Linked DNA regions of Macaca mulatta: region 1 is linked to region 2. Evidence: chromatin contacts called from public Hi-C data. All regions are on one chromosome and are shown on one strand. The core of a region is the stretch at or near the end of the contact, and the rest is flanking DNA. Distances in the headings are between cores, read along the strand shown.

Region 1 (4,602 bases), core at 1,253-3,752, 120 kb before region 2:
CCCTCACCCTGGTAATCTACACCCCCAACACATAACCCGGCCTCAGGCCAGCTCCCCTGCAATGGTCACTCTTGCTCAGTTCTCTCCGACCTCAGCCTTGAGGCTGGCAGAAGAGCAGAACAGGGTGCTAGCAGCGTCCCGGGGCCTCTCAGGGTTGCCTGTGGGGTGGAGGGGTGAGGGCTCTGGTGCCCACTCTCCGCTCTCACATGCTGTCCATCTTACAGCTATCAGCTAGCCCAGCGGACCTTCCGCACTTTTGATTTCTACAAGAAACACCAAGAAGCCATGACTCCAGCCGGCCTGTCCTTCTTCCAGTGCCGCTGGGATGACTCCGTCACCCACATCTTCCACCAGCTTCTGGGTAAGGGCCATGGGGCTGGGGCACTGGGTGGGCCTGAGCTCCCAGGCCTCGCCTGCCCTGCCAGGGAGAAGCTCTGTTAGGGGAAGGCTGCGGCAGGCTCCTGGTGGGCAGGCCTCAGCCTGAGGGGGCGCAGGCCACAGGAGACCACCCCTGTGCCCCTCGCTCTTCTTGCAGACATGCGGGAGCCGGTGTTTGAGTTCGTACGGCCGCCCCCTTACCACCCCAAGCAGAAGCAGTTCCCCCACCGGCAGCCCCTGCGCTACCTGGACCGGTACAGGGACAGTCATGAGCCCACCTATGGCATCTACTAAGGAGCCAGAGTGTGCCCACTTCAGAGCATGGGATTGATCGGCAGCAGGAGTAAAGACACAGCTCCAGAGGCCCACGCTGTGGGGTCTGGGCCCTGCCTCAGGCAGCCCCTCTGTGGCCCCCTCCCATCAGGCCCAGGGTTTGGAGTGAAAGGGACTCTCAGGTGATGGGGTGGGGGATGTGAATAAAGATGATTTCTTGCCAGGCTTGGTGGCTCATGCCTGTAATCCCAACACTGGGAGGCTGAGGAGGGAGGATCGCTTGAGCCCAGGAGTTCAAGACCAGCCTGGGCAACATAATGAAACCCTGCCTCTATTAAAAAAAAAAAAAAAAAAAGATGATTTCTGCCATAGCTGGCCTGGTTCGGTGTTCCAGGGCCAGAGGACCCCGATGGAGCTGTACTCATGGGTGGGAAAGGGGCTGCCTCCCACCCCACCAGGTGCACCCTGACCTCCATCTTCTGAGGGTGTCGGGGACCCTGGGATCCGAAGCAAAAGCAGGCAGTGGGCCAAAAACAGGTGTGGCCCCGGGAAGGGAGACGGACATCCCAATCCAGCAGGTGCCTGAAACCCAGCTCCCCGAAAAAGTGGAGCAGAGCAGCTGGGCTCAGGAGGGAGCATTTATTGAGCACTGGCTTTGTGCCCCAGGGGGTCCCACCGGGCCCCTGGAGAGAGAGTGCCTGCCCCAGCACTGACCCTCTGCACAGACTCCCGCCCCCACCCCATGCTTGGGAGGAGAAGCCACATTAGGTAGGTAACAGCGTGACTCAAGAGACCTGCTCAGGGTCAGAAAGCCCATGGAGCCTGCGGCTGGACGGTTAGGTGTTTTGTTTCTCCCTTACCAAAAGCAGAAGTCTGGCTAACTAGTAGGTGGAGGGTAGATCCGTGCACTTTTTCCAGAAACTTCGCCGGTGGCCGCACACAGGACGCAGTGCTTGCTGCAGCAGTGAGAGCTCGTGCCGCCGCAACATCAGCCGAGCTTGGTTAGATAGAAAGGCCTTGCTCTCCTGGGGTTCCCCCTGGCCTGATACACACTGCCAGGGAGGTGGGCGCTAGGCCCCAGACCCGCCTTGCCTGCTCAGCTGCAGGGGAAATGCTGGAGTGCCTCTAAATACTGAGGCTGCAGATCAGCTCGGACCCCAGGCAAGAAACTCCCCAGCAGAGGGCAGCAGGGAGAGGGGATGCTGATTGCAGCTGAAAGCTGGTTTGTGTACTCATTCAAGGGCCATTTGAAAAATACCAGTTAACTGGTCCCTGTCTGTTGGTGACCAGACATTTCCATCTCGCTGTTTACTTTAAAATAACCAAAATTACGTGTAGCCCAGAGAAGGAAGACACCCCAGTCTGGCAAGTGCCCGAAACCCAGCTCCAGGAAAAAGTGCAGCAGTGCTCGGGTCTGCAGGGAGCCCGCCAGCCCACGTGCACTGACTTTCGTTTCGTCGCCGAGCCCCGGGGGATTGCGCGGGTGGTCTATGCCCTTAGGCCATTGACAGATGAGTCCAGAAGAGGTTCCGCGCGACCCGTGGTCAGAAGCCCGGAGGCGGGGCGGGATTTTCGAGCCTCTGGTCTCCAGGACCTGGGCTGAAGGCCCACGGGGGTGGGATGGACCCGCCAGGCTGGGACCCGAGAGAGCCGAACCCAGCTCTCAGCCGGGGTGGCGCGGTGCCTAGAGGGAGGGAGGGGCGCAATGCCGGAACGCGGAGCCTTCGAACGGCCCAGGCCGAGGCGGGCAGGGGTGGCCTAGGCCCCTGCGGAGGTCGCTGGTCGAAGGTGTCGGAGAAGGGCCCGGCTTCCGGGGCGGGGACCTGGCCTCGCCCCGCCCCGCGTTAGCCACGCCCGGGCGCCCTCAGTACGCGAGGCCGGCTGTCCCTTTGAGAATTCCGGGGCCCGCCTGGCTCCCACCGCCAGCGGGCCATGGCCGTGCAGCTACTGGAGGAGAAGCTGACCTGCGCCATCTGCCTGGGACTCTACCAGGACCCAGTGACGCTGCCCTGCGGCCACAACTTCTGCGGAGCCTGCATCCGGGACTGGTGGGATCGCTGCGGGAAGGCGTGCCCCGAGTGCCGGGAGCCCTTCCCCGACGGCGCCGAGCTGCGCCGCAACGTAGCCCTCAGTGGCGTGCTGGAGGTGGTGCACGCCGGGCCCGCCCGGGACCCCGGCCCCGACCCCGGCCCCGGCCCTGCCGCGCGCTGCCCCCGCCATGGGCGGCCAATGGAGCTCTTCTGCCGTACCGAGGGCCGCTGCGTATGTAGCGTGTGCACCGTGCACGAATGTCGCCTCCACGAGCGGGCGCTGCTGGACGCCGAGCGCCTCAAGCGCCAGGTGACGCGTCCGCCGGGAACAGGAGGGGGCCGGACCCGCCGCGGCCTGGCCACCGCAGGATGACTCCTGCGGGCCGCGCCCTGCTCTCTCCGAGCACCCGGTGGGGGAGGGGAGCCTCAACTGGAGGGGCTTCGCCCAACCTGGGAGTTGATTATAAAAATCGCGGGTCTGCCAGGCGCGGTGGCTCACGCCTGTAATCCCCGCAGTTTGGGAGCCGAGGCGGGTGGATCACGAGGTCAGGAGATCGAGACCATCCTGGCTAACACGGTGAAACCCCGTCTCTACTAAAAATACAAAAAATTAGCCGGGCGTGGTGGCGGGCGCCTGTAGTCCCAGCTACTCGGGAGGCTGAGGCAGGAGAATGGCGTGAACCCGGGAGGCGGAGCTTGCAGTGAGCCGAGATCCGGCCACTGCACTCCAGTCTGGGCTACAGAGCCAGACTCCATCTCAAAATGAAAAAAAAATATCTCGCATCTGTGCATCGGACTGGGATGTGCAGCCCGGCCAGTGCCGCAGGGTGGGTCTCAGGAGCTGCTGGATGCCTTCCGGATGAAAAAAGCCTGGGCATGAGGCAGCAGCTCCCTGCTCCGTGCCCAGGCGCTAGAGAACAGTCGTGTGTCTGCTTTAATTCGCTGTGCGGGGTGGGGGTGGAGGGGTGAGGGGGGTATGGGGGCTGTTGGTAAATGGATAGACGAGCTCCCTGCCCTTAAGAGACTTAGAATCCACTTAAGAAGTCAGTGTTCCAGTAAGGCCTGAATGTATTCTTGCAAAATGCAGTGAGGAAAGTACATAGCATGTGATAGAGGTGTCGGGGTGACCCTGCTAAACAGGCCAGGAGGAGGAAGGGGAGGCCGCCTTCAGGCTGGCATGTGAGGGCTGAGGAAGCACCAGCCGGGAGGAGAAAGACCTGGGGAAGTGCATTCTAGGCAGAGGAATCAGCCTGCTTCCCTCTCTGGGATGGGAAAGAACTGGGCACGCGGGGTGGCTAGTGGCAGATTTGTGCCACTGAGATCTGTAGGCCAGGCCCCGGGGTCAGCAGGCGCCAGATCGGGCAGGGTCCTGGGGGAGCCTGTCTCTTACTCTAGTGTCATGGGAGCCATTGTAGGCTTGGAAGCAGGGTGGCACATGATCAGATTTGGGCTTCGTGGAGACTGATCACCTGGCTGGGGGCTGAAGGGGGCAGGACGCAAGACCTGAATAGGGTAGGAGCCCAAGGCAGGAGTGCAGGGAGGCAAGGAACCATTTGGAGGGCAGGGAAAGGAGACCAGGATGGAGGAGATGAGAAACGCTGAGGGGGAGCAGTGCCTTGTGGAGGCGAAAGCAGGCCAGAGGGGACATGGGGGACAGCAGAGAGGGCAGCAAGGGAGACACCTGGGTATTCTGTCTTGAGCACGCAGGTGGCTGGGGTCTGTGTGCTGAGAGACATAGGTGGAGGGCAGAGTTTGGCCTTGGACGTATAGAGGTGACAGTCGCCAGTGGGACAAACCAGGGGACGGGTCTGTGGCACCTGGGACCCCGGCCCTGCTGCGCGCTGCCCCCGCCACAGGCAGCCGCTGGAGCTCTTCTGCCGGACCGAGAGCTGCTGCGTGTGCAGCGTGTGCACCATGCGCG
Region 2 (4,529 bases), core at 416-2,915:
TAAGAAAGTCTTTCTAATACAGATTTCATAGTATGCTCAATGACAACACAACACAGAAACACAAGTTGCTGAAACCAAGACTCTCATGACTCAAAATGTGTTTATTTTACTAAAAACAGTGATCTGAGCAACCAGAGAATATAAAGAAGTTCCAATTACGTGAAGTTTCCACCTTCGAAAATCAAGACTACACCATTCAACTAATCAGTAGTCTTTGAGCTAAAAACATCTCACCAAAATCAATGGAAAGACTGCGAAAGATCTCCAGTAAGAAAGGACCAGGAAAGCAATGTCCACATCAGAAAAGGAATGGTTAACCTGAGTCAGACTGTAGTCAAGAAGCTTAAATGATTCCAGCCAACAACATAGAATCCCACAAAGAAACCATACACTTCCTATAACCAATGTTCCCCAACCCCAGAACAGTTTCCCAAGGTCTTCTATATAGCAAGAGTTCCTCCTGTCTGGTTTGAGTTCTTTCTACTCCAACAGATGATTCTGTTCTTCGTTCACTGAACAACTTAAGAGCTGTTCAACCCCCCAGGTTCCAAAACCTCTCGCAGCTGGGGATCCTTTTAAAGATGCACATCGCTCAGAAGCCCATGGGGAAGAGAGGCATTCAGAGCATCAGGGAAAATGGAAAGCAACATTTTGCTTAACACGAGAAACCGCCCCTTATTCATCTTTCTCCCACATCACCTAACTAGGGAATGCTTAATGTGACTTGAAGGAAATGAAGACAGCGACCTAAAAGCACACAGATGCAGACTTCCAGGAAGAGGTTTTCCCATCTTGCTGGACCCTGTAGTGTCGGTATTTGGGGGTCCCTCTAATGTCACATTTCTGCTGAGCCTGCAGACATACTCGGAACCCATCACCTTCGGGCTCCCAAACTCAGGCTCCGCACAGCCCGCGAGGGAAACGGTCATGGGCACGCACCAACACGTTTCCATCTTTGCATGTTTATCTACGTCGACTGGGAATTCAAGCAAGGGTGGCCCTCGTGGACAACCTACGAGCCTTAGGGACACAAAAGGCTTCCTGTGCAAATTGCATGGAATCTCCTGACAGGATTTCGCGCTAATGATCATTCATAGGTGGGTTCTGGGGCTGGGCCCCACGGAACTCGTCTTGGTTGTGTCTTGGACTTCTCACTGCCCCCCAAGGGAGCCTACTACTGTGGTTTTATGGTCTGAGGAACAGTTAGGCCTCGAAGGCCTGGCCTAGGGAGAGTGCACTCTGCATCCCGAGCTCCCGCCTTCCCCACTCAGCGGCCGGGACCGAGTTTCCCGCCCCACAGCCCGACCAGAGGTTGGTGGCAGTTGGAGGCAGTTGGGACCGGCCCCAGCAGGTTGGAACCGGTCTGGGCCGGGCCGGAGGAGGAAGGGGGGGAGGAAGAGGCCGCCTCGCGCTCTCCCTGCGCGCGTGACTCACGCTGGCCGCTGACGTCAGGCGTGCGCGCGCGGCGGGGGGGGGCTCTACGTACGTGTAGTGCTGCGGTTTCTCGGGCTGTGCCTGCAGCACCTGAGCGGTAGCGGCCGGGGGCGCCGAGGAAGCTGCGGAGCCGCCGGGCCCGGGGCCCTTCGACATGGTCTTGTCTTCCTGCCTCTTCGCCGCTCCCCTTTTATTATTCAGTCTGCGCGGTCCGCGCCGAGGACCCAGTACGCCTGCGCCGCGCCACGAGAACGTGAAGACCCCCCACACGGCAGCATGGGTTGCTGGGAGTTGTGGTTCTATGTCCGACTGGAATTTTACCGTCGGCAGAGGGTTGCTGGCAAAGCGCGGGACCACAATACCCAGGGATCCGTGCTGCTAGTGTCCCGGATGCTGAGGGCCTGCGACGGCTTCTGGGAATTGCAGTCCGGTCGCGTTTATCCTTCTTACCAGCGCGTTTTCAGTTTCAAAGGGAAGCCTCTCCATGAAACTGGAGCGCCTGGAGGAGAAGGGGGCCCAGAGCTAGGGAGGCCCTAGCGACTTCTGCGAAAGAGTTCCAAGTATAGTTTCACTGCCAACGGTGTCATAACTACTTTGCCTTTATACTTAGTACATCTTGGGTCGGTTCTAATGCCAGCTCAGAGCAGTGCCTCCAAGCAGGGCTTAAGAATCTGTATTGTCGGTTCTTAGTTCTGGGCCCTGTGCTGCAGGCACCTGCAATCCGACAGCAACCCCTTCATCCTTGCGGCGGGTCTAACCTGAGAGGGATTGAGAAAGCTTTGCTAAGGAGGAGAGTTCCCGCGCCTTTGCCGAGGCGCTTCATTTACCTTTACCGGCCTCGACACCTGGAACTCCACGACTTGTGTGCCTTCTCAGCCTGACACCTGGCCTGACCAACTTGCTTCCAGTACATTAAGGGCCAAGGACGAATTTAATCTCCGCCTAGAATAGTCTCTGAGGTACATTGACAAATTGCAGGCAACTTGTCAGTGTTGAGAAGCATCATAGTGTCCAGAGGAAAGGCCTGGGTTTGAGTAGGGCGTGCCCGTATTTATCCACTCTAGTTTTCTTCTCTGGACGTCAGCCTTTTTACTTGGGACATTATCTTTCCCATCTCTGCTTCCCACCAGTCAAGCAAAGTTCTTTTACTTTGTAAAATAAGCCAGATGCCCCAGACCTAGGCATTTTTTTCTGTGAGTTTTAGAATGTTCTCATAGATATTTTAACAGTTATCATTTAACTTTTGTTTTTCATATTGAATCTATTTTAAATCCACTGGTTTTGATTTATATTTTCTTAGATGGGATTACATTAGCAAATGATTATCTCATTAAAGAAACACATTCCAAATAACCTTAGGGGTGAGGGGTGGTGGGGCTAATGGAAAATCGTTAACGTTTGAGTGACACATATTTTATTTAGCTCCAAGTTCCCTCACATCAGAAGCCACATTACAGAGTTGAGAAACTGGTATTTCCTAAATAGGCTAAATCGTTTAGCCACTAGGGGCGTTTGAAAATGAAAAATTACAAAAGGACAAATACAAGTTGTAGTATATTGCTTTAATCCTATGATTAAACGCAACTTAATTGGTTTATGTTAGCCTCAGAATACTCAAGTGTGATCTGACTGCTGACTGAGGAAATAGAGGTCACAGCACCAGATTTTAAATAATGGATGTATACCATGAGCTTTAGAATAAGGGTGTACTGGGAGAATTGGGAGATGATCTCATCCAAACTGCTTAATTGGCAAAAGAGGAAACCGAAACCCAGAGAAGCTAAGTAACCGCACAAAGTTACTCAGCAAGTTGGTAACAGAAGAGGAACTAGGACAGTAGCCTACAAGGCTACATCACATTTGCTGTTGGGTTCTGTTTGTTTTCTTTTTTTTCTGCTATTTTTTTCATTGCATAGAGGTTTTTGGTTCTTCCTCATTTCCTGTGTTGCTTTTCCTCCCTTGTACCAATTTGGAAAAAGTGAAACATACCTGTGTGACTACCAGGTAAGAGAGTCAGACTTTTTTTTTTTTTTTTTTAAACGGAGTCTCACTCCATTGCCCAGGCTGGAGTGCAGAGGTGCAATCTCGGCTCACTGCAACCTCTGCCTCCCAGGTGCAAGCGATTCTCCTGCCTCAGCCTCTTGAGTAGCTGGGATTACAGGTGCATGCCACAACGCCCAGCTAATTTTTGTATTTTTAGTAAAGATGGGATTTCACTATGTCGGTCAGGCTGGTCTCGAACTCCTGACCTCATGATCCGCCCTCCTCAGCCTGCCAAGTGCTGGGATTACAGGCGTGAGCCACTGCACTCGGCCTCCTATTTCTACGAATCATACTTAAATGAATAAATGTAAATCCATACCTTTTTTCTCCGAGTGGCTTTAGTTTCTAATAATTAGCAAAGCTGGAAAGAAAATGACTGTCCCTCCACACGGAGGCATGGAAATGACATGATTCTGTGTAACCTAGAAAAATCGTGAAACACAGCCAGGCATGGTGGCTGAAGCCTGTAATCCCAGCACTTTGGGAGGCCGAGGAAGGCGGATCACAAGGTCAGGAGATGGAGACCATCCCGGCTAAAACGGTGAAACCCCGTCACTACTAAAAATACAAAAAATTAGCTGGGCGTGGTGGCGAGTGCCTGTAGTCCCAGTTGCTTGGGAGGCTGAGGCAGGAGAATGGCGTGAACCCGGGAGGTGGAGCTTGCAGTGAGCCGAGATTGCGCCACTGCACTCCAGCCTGGGCGACAGAGAGACTCTGTCTCAAAAAAAAAAAAAAGAAAAAGAAAAAAAAAAAATTAGTTGAAACCTATATATACCTGTTTCTGCTACTTTTTCTTTTAGTGGTTTGGAATATTTGTTGAACCAAGCATCAGAACTATAGAGTGGAGTAGAATGCCCAAGGCTGTATTTCAATTTTCTGGGCTTTGCTTGGCTAGTCTTAACCTTAAGCCTGCTATGGTATTTTATATACTTGAGGCAACTGAAGAACTGACTATTGCAGTCTACCCAAGACATTTACTTAGGCAAAGGTAGGGATTAGCATATTTACACATTTGTCATGTTTCTTCAGAAGTAATACCTGCCAGGATATGC

The links. Hi-C and Micro-C count contacts between places; a contact is called where the count stands out from the background.
Region 1: a contact with region 2 is called in a Hi-C map of liver, with 2.8 times the contacts expected there. The contact joins the promoter of TRIM65 here to the promoter of UNK in region 2. A contact is called at or near these places in 2 of 14 Hi-C or Micro-C datasets (cortical neurons and liver).

Annotation. Positions count from the first base shown.
Region 1 is chr16:85,604,301-85,608,902 of T2T-MMU8v2.0, reverse strand. It overlaps TRIM65 (tripartite motif containing 65), which reads left to right and starts at 2,502. Exons shown (of 5, transcript XM_028836810.2): 1 at 2,502-2,991. The coding sequence starts at 2,584. LOC114673191 (a long non-coding RNA gene) reads right to left here and starts at 2,468. Exons shown (of 2, transcript XR_003723883.2): 1 at 1,512-2,468. MRPL38 (mitochondrial ribosomal protein L38) reads left to right here. Exons shown (of 9, transcript XM_077972931.1): 7 at 1-11; 8 at 225-361; 9 at 536-877. The coding sequence ends at 672.
Region 2 is chr16:85,488,300-85,492,828 of T2T-MMU8v2.0, reverse strand. UNK (unk zinc finger) reads right to left here and starts at 1,665. Exons shown (of 16, transcript XM_077972814.1): 1 at 1,487-1,665. The coding sequence starts at 1,590.